Linked DNA regions of Sus scrofa: region 1 is linked to region 2. A link is a contact called in public HiChIP or PLAC-seq data. All regions are on one chromosome and are shown on one strand. The core of a region is the stretch at or near the end of the contact, and the rest is flanking DNA. Distances in the headings are between cores, read along the strand shown.

What was found. HiChIP or PLAC-seq counts read pairs in DNA pulled down with a chosen protein or histone mark.
Region 1: a contact with region 2 is called in an H3K27ac HiChIP or PLAC-seq map of skeletal muscle. The contact joins the promoter of CCDC87 here to the promoter of RBM4B in region 2. A contact is called at or near these places in 3 of 5 promoter capture datasets (fetal liver, fetal skeletal muscle and liver), 30 of 47 Hi-C or Micro-C datasets (adipose tissue, alveolar macrophages, blood and 13 more) and 2 of 2 datasets of contacts at active chromatin or transcription factors (alveolar macrophages and skeletal muscle).

What each region holds. Positions count from the first base shown.
Region 1 is chr2:5,829,842-5,835,961 of Sscrofa11.1, reverse strand. It overlaps CCDC87 (coiled-coil domain-containing protein 87), which reads right to left and starts at 2,531. Exons shown (of 1, transcript XM_003480670.4): 1 at 1-2,531. The coding sequence starts at 2,440. CCS (copper chaperone for superoxide dismutase) reads left to right here and starts at 2,699. Exons shown (of 8, transcript NM_001001866.1): 1 at 2,699-2,740; 2 at 3,084-3,156. The coding sequence starts at 2,702.
Region 2 is chr2:5,744,830-5,750,146 of Sscrofa11.1, reverse strand. RBM4B (RNA binding motif protein 4B) reads right to left here and starts at 3,873. Exons shown (of 2, transcript NM_001123188.1): 1 at 3,462-3,873. The coding sequence starts at 3,873.

The DNA.
Region 1 (6,120 bases), core at 1,282-3,781, 87 kb before region 2:
GCATCTCCACTTTGTCCTGCTTCATCTTGTCCAGGTAGCGGCGCCCCTTGAAGGTCACTGGCTCACCAAAGACTGACTCGATCTCCTCCAGGAGCGGAACCAAAGGAGCCTCCACTAGACGGAGCTTCCTGTGGAGATGGCTGCGGATCTGACTCTCCTCCAGGAAGCGACTCAGGCCCGTGGCAGTCTTTTGGAAGAAGCGGTTAGGGTCGGAGGCTTGTCGCTCAAACCACTCCAGTCTCCCGAGCAAGATCTCCCGCAGCTGAATGGGCTGCAAGGCCCGCTCCCAGGCACTCACCAGGGACGGCAGCTGCCTGAGACGGGCGTTGGAGCTGTACTTGACGGCCATGTCCAGCCGGTCCTTGTCGCGGACCTCAAGCATGGACCACAGCCGCTCCAGACGCTTCTGCAGGCTCAGGATCTTGTGAGAGTCTTCCAGCAGGTTGTTCTTCTTAGGTCCTAGCCTGTGCGCCAGCACCGTGTTCCAATCCCACTCTCCTGGCACAAAGTCTGGTTCGTCCTCTTCCAGCAAGGGAGGCGGGAGCTGGATCTTTAGGGTCTCTTGCACAGGGGTCACGGGCTCCGCAGGAACCTCCTCTTCATACATGTGGAAGATGACATGGAGGAAATCTGTCTCCTGGTTGGCGAGATACCTGAAGTAGTCGTCCACAGACAAAGCGGTTTTCCACCAGTTCATCCACAAGGCCCCGTGGGACCGCTTCTCCCAGCTCTTTCCTGCTTGCAGTGACAGGAGGGAGGCCATCTTATCCGGGGGGTGCTGTAAGGTGTTGGCTCCCTGGGGATAAAGCCCAGCCAGCTCGGTGTTGATGCTGCGACGCTGTTTTTCTTGATTTAGAAAGGCTGAGGACAGGAAGGCCGACCAGTCTTGAATGGCTGCAGGCTCCACCAGGGGCCCCTGGTCGAAAGAGAAGTGGTCTTTGGAGACACGGCTCATCAGCTCCTTGTAAATCTCCCTGATGCTACTGCCGACAGAGAGGTCCACATCCATTTCCTCGACAAGTCTGGGTTCCAGCTCGCCAGTCAAGTGGTTGTACAAGACTCCGGCCCCGTCAACGTGGAAGGAATCCACAAAGTTTCGCCCCGAGACCTGTACAGCGGCTGCCTGGACCACCTGATTTCTTAGCTTCAAAGTAACAGTCACCGGTTGTGCTTCAAGTGGAGGGGGCGTGGGGGGGCGCTGCCCAGCCGCTTCATTCTCCTCCAGACCCTTCAACATTCTCTGCAGCTCTTCCATGTGGTGTCCTGGGCGAGGGCGGTAGGTCAGGGCCCCCAGGAGCGGGGGCAGGCCTGAGTCCACCAGTGAGCAGCGGGTCCGATGCAATTCCATGTTCCTCATTATCTGCTTCAGGTCCTCAGCCACTGTGTCCCCTGCCAGCTCAGGTTTGCTCTCTGCAACCAGGACCAGCGGGGTTAAGGGTCGAGGAGAGGGCGGAGGAAGACCCAACTCATCTGCTAGCTTCCAGCCCTCACGTAGGGAGGGCAAGGACTGGCCCCTCTGGAGCTGGAAGGAGAGGGGCAAGTGGGAGGGGGCGGGAGTCCGGCTGGGGGGAGCCGCAGAGCACGCAGGCAGGGACGCAGGCTGTGGAGAACCCAAGTTGCTTTCTCTCTTCTTCTGCACGGAGGACAGCCAGCGGAGAGGCTTCCTCTTCTTCAGCTGGGGAATGGACTTCAGTTCCTTTACCGGATCCAGTTCAGGCTCACTGACAGACTCTCGCGGGCGGCTGAGCTGGATGAGATCGTTCAGGCTGAGGTTGAAATTCGGCACTTGGGCAAAGCTAGGGCTCTCATACCACGGGATAGGGCAGAGCCTGAAAGCCTCAGGGGAGCCGCCCGGGCGCAGCCTGGACCTGCGGGCTTGGGCCTGCTCTTCCTTCAACAGGGCGCGGAAGTCAGCGAGCAGCCCACGGTAGACGTCGGGGCTGGTGAGGAAGATTGTGCATTCCCTGGCGAGGCTGGCGGCCAACCGGGTGAGCGTGGCTGATTCAGTGAAGACACTTGCAGGTGTCGACAGCATCTTCTGAAGGTGCAGGGAGCGTACGAAGAGCAGCTCGCTGCTGAGCAGCACGTAGACCAGGAGCCGCTTCCGCAGCCTCTGATTGTCCAAGTGGCTCAGACCAGGTTCCGCGGGGGGCTCCTGCCAGCTGCATTTTAGCTCGTCCAGGATGACCTGGGTGAAACAGAGTCGTACCTTCGCAGGCGCGCGCGCCTCCAGCCCGCTGCTGGCCAGCCGCTCCGTTACCTGGCGGCAGAGGGACGCCACGGTCAGTCGGGAGAAGGGCAGGGGCAGCAGCATGGGGACCTCCTTCGGGAGGCGCTTCTCAGACTCTGTGTGCGTCGCCCTGCGGGGGAAGAGCGACAGCGGACGCAGCAACTTGTGGTAAAACCTCTGGAGCTCTGGCTCCGGCTTATTGGGCTCCATCTCAGGGCTGGCATCCCGGGCCCGGCAGGCGGAGCTGGCGGTTGCTGAGGCAACGATGGCCCGGATGCCCAAGTGCGCCTGCGCGGCCCATGCCCGCCGCAGCCTGGTGGTGGGTGGGGAGGCGCGGTGCCTTGTTTGCGTGCGCACCAGGAGGCGGGGCGAGGAGCGTCTTCCCGGGCTCCGCCTCCCCGCGGCGCTGTTCTGGGTTGGTGCCTGCCGACCCGGACAGAACGGGTCCTTCGGCAGGTGCCTGGGTCCAGGATGGCATCGGACTCGAGGGACCGCGAGACTGCCTGCATGGTGAGGGTCGAGGCCTCGTGTGGGGACCTCGCAGAGCACAGAGCCTCGGCGTCTGGGGTGATCGTTAACTTGAGAATGGGGGAAGGAGCGGACGCCTGGGTTGGGGCCTGGGGCCCCAGCTCGAAACTGGAATGTGAGACCAACAGAGCCCTTGGCGTTAATGTTGGGGGGTGGGTGTTGGTCCTGAAATGATCGTGAGTGATAATGAAGGAGCTTGAGGAGGAATCACGTGGGGCGCCGTTACTCCAGGCCTTTGGGGGTGGTCATAGGGGAGATAGTGAAACAAAATCACGCAAGAAGGAATTTCCCAGCTCTTATCGACCCGTTCCTGCTACCTTTGCAGTTAGAGTTCGCGGTGCAGATGACCTGTCAGAGCTGTGTGGACGCGGTGAGCAGGAGCCTGCAAGGGGTGGCTGGTAAGAGCCAGATCCGAAAAACTTTTCTTCCAGTCTGGAGGCCTCTGGGAGGGACAGGAAGCTCTCTTAGACCAACCCTACTCCCATTTACAGATACAGAAATTGAAGCCTGGGGAGAGAGTGTTTTCAGAGAACCAGAGGCGGAGGCTGGAGTGCAGGGCTCAGGCTTGCCCAGCCAGATTCTTCTACTGCCTCTAATTGGCTGCCCCACTGGTGTCTTAAACCTCAGGTACCTGGAGAGTGAGGAGGTAGACAGAGCATAGCCCCCTGCAGGGGATGTTCCCTGGAAAACAGGCAGTTCTTGTTTGAGAAACAGCGTGATTTTTTTTTTTTTTTTCCTTTTGTGGGCTGCACCTGCGGCATATGGAGGTCCCCATGCAAGGGTAGGGGTCGAATTGGAGCTGTAGCCTACACCACAACCACAGCCATAGCAACACCAGATCTGCAACCTATACCACAGCCCATGACAACACTGGATCCTCAACCCACTGATCGAGGCCATGGATCGAACCTTTGTCCCTAAGGATGCCAGTCAGATTCGTTTCTGCTGAGTCACGACAGGAACTCCAACAGCGAGTTCTTGACAGAGTAAACAGCTGCCCTGGCCATGTTCCATTCCAGGTGGCTCTGATTCTTAAAAGCCAGCTAACTGGTCTGGTGTCTACTTGGCACAGTTGGAAAGATCTGTGAAGGCAGAGCCACCAGCATGGCCCTGGAAACTGCCTGCCTTTGATTCTCTTAAAGATTTATCCAGTCCTGGAGCTCCCATCGTGGCTCAGTGGTTAACGAATCCAACTAGGAACCATGAGGTTGTGGGTTCTGTCCCTGCCCTTGCTCAGTGGGTTAAGGATCCGGCGTTGCCGTGAGCTGTGGTGTAGGTCGCAGATGCGGCTCGGATCCGCGTTGCTGTGTCTCTGGTGTAGGCTGGCGGCTACAGCTCCGATTCGACCCCTAGCCTGGGAATCTCCATATGCCATGGGAGTGGCCCAAGAAATGGCAAAAATACAAAAAAAAAAAAAAAAGATTTATCTAGTCCTTCAGCAGGTATAGACCAGATACTGGGGGCTTCTAAGGGAGGAGGGTTGACAGGTGTTTCAGGCACAGCCCCTGCCCTCAGGGAAGATGAACACACAGGCTTTGTGCTGTGAAGAGCAGGAGATGAGATGTGATGGGCTCTGAGGACAGCGGTGGCACTTGGCTCTGTGCGAGGCGGCAGTGTGTCATCAGTATTAGGCGGCGTGTGCTCCAAAGTCAGACTGTTTTGGGTTCAAATCCCCTCTTTGCCACTTAATGGCACCAAGACCTCATGCATATGATTTTTTGTGCCTCTGTTTCTTCAGCGTTTAAGTGGGCAAAGTTGGAGTTCCATAGTGGCTCAGTGGTAATGAACCTGACTAGCATCCATGAGGATGCGGGTTCGATCCCTGGCCTCTCTCCGTGGGTTCAGGATCTGGCATCACTATGAGCTGTGTGGAGGTCTCAGACGCTGCTCCCCACGTTGCTGTGGCTGTGGTGTCGGCCAGCGGCTACAGGTCCGATTCGATCCCTAGTCTGGGAAGCTCTGTATGCACATGTGGCCCTAAAAAAACCACAAAAACCAGAGCCTGGGGCAGTTTTCTCAGCAGGTTTCCTAGGAACCAGGTAGACTTCTGGTGACTCTACATTTTGGGGCCTGGGTAACTGGAATCAGCTTGGCTTTCTCATGGGCTGACGGGGAAGTTGTAGTGTCCGGGGTGGGGTGGGGGGAGAGAGAGAAGGTGAGAGAGGAGGCGGGATAGAGTTAGATGGAGAGATAGGGATAGAGATAGAGAAAGAGATAGGGAGGAGATAGGGATGGAGGCGGGTTGATTTGCCTTCTCCGGGAGGCCGGGGCTTTGGGGACGAGGGCTCTGCTCTCCTCCTACGGGTAAGTGGGAGGACTTCCCAGCCCCAACGCTCCCTTCCTTGAGCCTTTATCACCCACCCTAGAACCATGCGGTTTTATCTTTTCTCCCTCTCTGGGCTCTGAACTAAACAGATACTGGCCTGGCCACACTCCACACCTGCCCAACCAAACGGCCGCTCACCTGGGGAGCCAGTCTTCCTGGTTCAGACTCATGTCAAGGGCTCAGGAAATGCAGCGTTAACAAGGAGCTGCTCACTGGAGCCTTCACACTTTAGCTGCAGAGAAGCAGCTCTTCTTAGGAGACCCCAGTGCAGAGCAGGAACCCACCTGTGCCAAAGCCAGTCCATCAGGAAGTCTTGGCTGCTGTGTCTTTTTCCCTGCTTTGGTCTTCACACCTATCCAAGCCACTTCACTTCTCCCATACCTAAGGAGAACCTCATCTCTGGGCTCCCTGTTGCCTCTGTTGCCCCCTCTAATAGCTTTTGCACATAAAAGCCAGAGCGATATTTAAAATCGTACATCAGATATTGTCACTGCCCTGCTTAAAGTCTTCTAAAAGTAGGAATGTTTAAGAGCTTCCCGTGGGTCAGGCACTGTTCTAGGCGCTCTACGTGAGATGCTCATTTAGGCCTTCCATAGCCCTCTGAAGTAGGTAGTATTGGTACCTCCATTTGCAGATGAAGAAACTGAAAAGAAAACTCGGAGTTCCCGTCGTGGCGCAGTGGTTAACAAATCCGACTAGGAGCCATGAGGTTGCGGGTTTGATCCCTGCCCTTGCTCAGCGGGTTAACGATCCAGCGTTGCCGTGAGCTGTGGTGTAGGTTGCAGACGCGGCTCGGATCCCGCGTTGCTGTGGCTCTGATGTAGGCCGGTGGCTACGGCTCCGACTGGACCCCTAGCCTGGAAACCTCCATATGCCACTGGAGCGGCCCAAGAAATAGCAAAAAAAGACAAAAAAAAAAAAAAAAAGAAAAAGAAAATTCAACAGAGAGGTTGAGTAAGTTGTCTCAGACCGCACAGCTAGTGTGTGGCAGATTCAGGATTTCAACTCCGGAGCCCACACCCTCAACCGCTGTACT
Region 2 (5,317 bases), core at 2,624-5,123:
CCACTTCCTGAAGTAATTAAACCCACTGCATTAACACACACATTAGGAGGTCCTGCTGTGGGTTCAGCAGTAACGAACATGACTAGCATCCATGATGGTGCAGGTTCAATCCCTGGCCTCGCTCAGTGGGTTAAGGATCCAGTGTTGCCGTGAGCTGTGTTGTAGATCACAGATGAGGCTCATACCCTATGTAGCTGTGGCTGTGGTGTAGGCTGGCAGCTGTAGCTCCGATTCAACCCCTAGCCTGGAAACCCCCATATGCTGTGGGAACAGCCTTAAAATGCAAACAAACACACACAAAAAACAAAAAAAGAAACTCTTACATCATTTTGAGAAATAATAAATCTTAAGAATAAGGAACATTAAGAGCCCCCCCACCAAAATAATGTATAGTCTTTATGCTGATTCAAAAGCAAAAATGGGGTCAGGGATCTGGTGGTGCCGTGAGCTGTGGTATAGGCTGCAGATGAGGCTTGGATCCTGAGTTGCTGTGGCTGTTTAGGCCCCCAGTTGAGGCTCTGATTCGACCTCTAGCTTGAGACCTTCCATATGCCACAGGTGGGGCCCTAAAAAGAAAAAAAAAAAAGCAAAAATGTTCATCTTATAAATCATTTCATTATATTACTTGAAAAACTTAATTCTGATAAACACAGGCTGAATGCATTATGGCATGAAAAATAAACCTTGGAGTTCCCACTGTAGCAAAATGGGATTGACGGCTTCTTTGCAGTGCTGGGCTGGAGGGTGGATCCCTGGCCTGGCACAGTGGGTTAAAAATCTTATTTTGCCGCAGCTGCAGTGTAAGTGATAACTGTGCTTGGCTTGATGTGATCCCTGACCCAGGAACTCGATATGCTGCAGGGCGGCCAAAAAACAACAAAAAAATTTTAAAAACCTTTATGGGAGTTCCCCTGTGGTGCAGCAGGTTAAGGATCCGGTGTTGTCACTGTAGCAGCTCGTGTGGCTGCTGTGGCTCAGGTTTGATCCCTGACTCAGGAACTTCCACATGCCATGGGCACGCCCCCCGCCTCCCAGCAACAACAACAAAAAAATTTTTAAGCCTTATGTTGAGGACATCAGCTTTCATGTCTTCAACAAATGGTATCTTTTTTTTTTTTTTTTTTTTTTTTTTTTTGTCTTTTTAGGGACACACCGTGGCACACAGAAGTTCCCAGGATAGGGGTCATATCGGAGCCATGCAGCCTACGCCAGGTCCCAGCCGGGTCTGTGACCTACACCGCAGCTTACAGCAACGCCAGATCCTTAACCCACTGAGTGAGGCCAGGGATCGAACCCAGTCCTCATGCATACTTGGATTTGTTACCCCTAAGCCACGACAGCAACTCATGAAAACCCCTGTTCTTAATGACTACTTTCCATGTCAATAAAAGTTCATTATACAAGATGAAAAAAAAAAGGTAAGGACATGCAGCATTATCCTAGAATATCTCTGCAGTTTGTACCTAACTCAGGCCGCATTTTTACATTTTGCTTGTTGCCTGTAAAAAGAGAACACCAGTTCCCAACACTGTCCATTCACAGTCCTCTCCTTCATCAAATGACGGTAATTAAGAATATTTTTAAAGCTATATGAAGTGCAACAGCTTCCAGACTACTAAAAGAAAAATATACATAAGGAAAGCTAACTACCACATTTTAAAGAAGTTTTTTAACCATAACAGAAATATACTTCTTGTTGCCAACACCACTCACCTTTTTTTTTTCTTAGGGCCGCACCTGCTGCATACAGAAGTTTCCAAGCTAGGGGTCGAACCAGAGCTACAGCTGCCAGCCTACACCACAGCCACAGCAACGCCAGATCCTTAACCCACTGAGCGAGGGCAGGGATCGAACCCACATCCTCATTGTTCCTAGTCGGGTTCATTAACGGCTGAGCCATGAAGGGAACCCCTCACCTTTCATCATACAGTGTTTTCACGTCAAAACACTCTCACGCCTAGCACCTCATTCTGGGCTCACTATCATCCTGTGAGGGAGGTACGGCAGGGGTCATTAACTCTCCTTTCTAAGTGGGGAAATGAAACACAGCAAGATTAAGACACTTGCCCAAAGTTACACAAGTTACAACTTTTGCCTGTGCTTTAAAGAGTAGCTAAAGGCCAGGGCACCACTGGCTGAGGCAGAGATATCTGACACACTATTTGCAATCTCTACTACTGGTAAACTTTCTTACCCTTTTCTGGTCACCTTTTTCTCCTTTCCATTTCTTTTCTGTTTTCTAGGTTTAGTAGAGGACTCTTGAGTAAGTGTTAACAACCCCTTTAGCGGCACTCGAGAAAAAAGGTCTTAATTTACAAACCTGAAAAGTGGCTGTAAACCTGTTGTCCAAGATGATGCTGTCAACAAGAAACTTGTAGAAGAGCACTATGCACAGAACTTTCTGTGATGACGGAAATGTTCCATATCTGCATTAATACAGCAACCGCTAGCCTCATATGACTCTGAATGCTTGAAAGGTGTGCAGCACAACTGAGAAACCAAATCTTAAAATTTCATTTCAATTTAAAAGTCACATGGGGCTAGTGGCTACCACATGAGCACAGTTCTAGAGTCTTCAGACAACCTCCTGGCATTAACGACAACATATGTACCTTTATTAATAACATAAATAATACAGCAGCCTTACTGCAAATCTCATAAGCAGGACCATCACTCCCATTCAACCTAATATTTTTAGAAATTTTCTTTTTTTCCCTTCGAGTTAAATAACAGTAAGTGGAACAGTCTAGTCCCTGCCATGGTCTCTGGACCTGCTTGTATAGTTCACAGTACTGAGCAAATCTGAGCAAAGAGCTAATCCAGAGTCACCACCAGGAACACCTCTAGATGTCTCGGTTCTCCTTTCCCATAACTCATACCTCAAAGCAGTAAAGAGTATAAATCTTAACCATTTAAAATCTCAAAAAATAAATAAATAAATAAATAAAACTAAAAGGAACTCCCTGGTGCTTCAGCAAGTTAAGGATCTGGCATTGTCACTGCTGTGGTGTGGGTTCGATCCTTGGCCCAGGAACTTTCACATGCTGTGGCCGCAGTCCAAAAAATTAAATAAATTCTCTAATATAACACTTTCCATCATATCATAAAAGAAGCAGGTAAGCCACAGGCCTTCGTCCTCCCCTCTCCCATGAGGTACTCATTGGCCCAGGCAGATTAAACCTCCAACAGCACTTAAGTGAATGAAGGCTGCAGGATAAGGTAACCCCCACTGTTTGAGATTCTACAAAGTTGCTGAGGAACATCTTGGCAAAGGTGAAAAGGAGAAGTGTTTGCTTCTCCAAGAGTAAGTTGTGCTGAAGTGTGGTAAACATACAATCTATTATTTCCAACCGAAATAGAATGGAAGACACCACCCTACCAGACCCATGGTCCTGTGTTTCTGCCTCTGTCTAGAACTAGACCCCACTCACTCTCGCCACCCAGGCCCCAGGGCAGTTCACCTTGAAACTCTGTGTTGTCAAGGCCCCTGATGGCCTCCACCGCATCCTCTGCCCGCTCCATGTGTACGAAGGCATAATCTTTCACGATGTCACATTCGATGACTGGACCGTACTCCTCAAATTTGGCCCGAAGCTCTTGGTTGGTACAAGTAGGACTGATGTTGCCCACATGCAACTTGGTTGAAGCTTTGCTCTTATTCTTGCTGGCTTCCACGTTGATGTTCACCCCGTGCAGCTTGTAGTGGTGCAGGTTGCGAATGGCATCCTCGGCCGCCGTCTTGTCCTCTATGTGTACAAAGCCGTAGTTCTTAATGATGTCACATTCCAGCACCTTCCCATACTGCTCGAACAGTGAGCGGATCTCCTGCTCTGTGGCCTCCCGGGGCAGGTTCCCAATGAACAGCTTTACCATCCTGACAAGAGCCTGGGAGAAAAGAAACGAAATTTCCAAAAGTTAGCAGTGGAGGAGAAATTTTCGGTACACTGCATTTTGGATTAATCCTCCGAAGTTCTTGGCATCTTCAAGATCCTCACATAGACATTCATTATTCTTCCAAGAGCGGAGGGAAAAGATTTGCTTTGAAAGAGTAGTGTAAGCTCTGTGTAATGTGCAAACAGAGCGGGTGTCAGCATGCATTGCATAGTCCAACATCTCTGTAAAATGAGGCACATTCTAAGCACAGGGTTGGTTTAAAAAACTCTTTTTGGGGGAGCAGGTACGAGAAGACTCCAAGCTGGGAGCAAGAGGCATCTATCTGACTGTCCCTGGTAACAACGGTTTTGGAGGGAAATCTGGGTACCTCTCCTCCGTGCAGCATCACCTTTCACGATACTCTAGGAATAAAAAGGCCTCCTTGGCCCCAAACTAGGACCACCCCTCTTCAAGCGGCCCAACTCCAGTTCCTTCGCCCCAACAAAGACTCGACCTGACCCCTGCCCCGCCCCCTCCGGAGACCCGGCCCCGCCTCCTCCCGTTGTCTTCCCGGACCTCTTGCAGTGTGAGGAGAACGGCAAACCCTAGGCCGTCCCCGTCCGCCAGAGACCCGGCCCGGCCCGCTCCCAGGCCCCCCACACACCCACAAGAACCCCTCGCACCTCCGGGTGGCGGCGGCGGTGGCGGCGGCTCCCGCGTCAGAGAGAACCCTACAAAATGGCGACGGCCGCTCGAGCCTCGGCGGGACCGGGCCCTTTCTCGCGCGCCAGCTCACGCACGCGCGAGTGCGCGCTGCCTCCCTCCCCTCCCCCTCGCGGGAGCCGGGCGACCAATCCCGCGGCCGCATACAAATGGCTGCCCGGGGCTCGGCTCCCAGCCGCCCCGATACAGGGGCGGGGCCAGCTGGTGACGGCGCTGCGGCGCGGAGGTCAGCCCGCCCCCTGCCCCCCGGTAGCCAATCACCACCCTGGAAGGTGGCGGGTCGGAGCTCCTGCGTCAGAAGGGCTCTGGACGCAACCACTGCCTGGGTGAAATCAGAAGCCCGGGAGAGTCACTAAGCATCACAATGGATCGTGCTATTGGGCCATGGGGGTGGGGGAGGAGGGCAGTGGCTGATGACAAAGGGTTATCTCACTGGGTCCGCTAAAAGGCGGTTTTCTCAGAGGCCTGGCCATCCTCTACGGCCGCTTGGGAGAACGTTTGAGAAATACGGGCGCGCCACATTTTAGGCAAACCTAATCTTTCTTTGTAGAGTTTTTAAACATAATTAAAAATTTTTAAATTGCAAACATTATTCATTGGTGAGGAAACGGAGGACTAAAAATGGCAGAGCTGAGTAGCTCTAAGAGGCTAACTTAGTTAAGTTTCGTTTGTCATATGTATTGAAAGGCGAGTTTTCCCTCCCTAGCTAGAGAACTAGGCC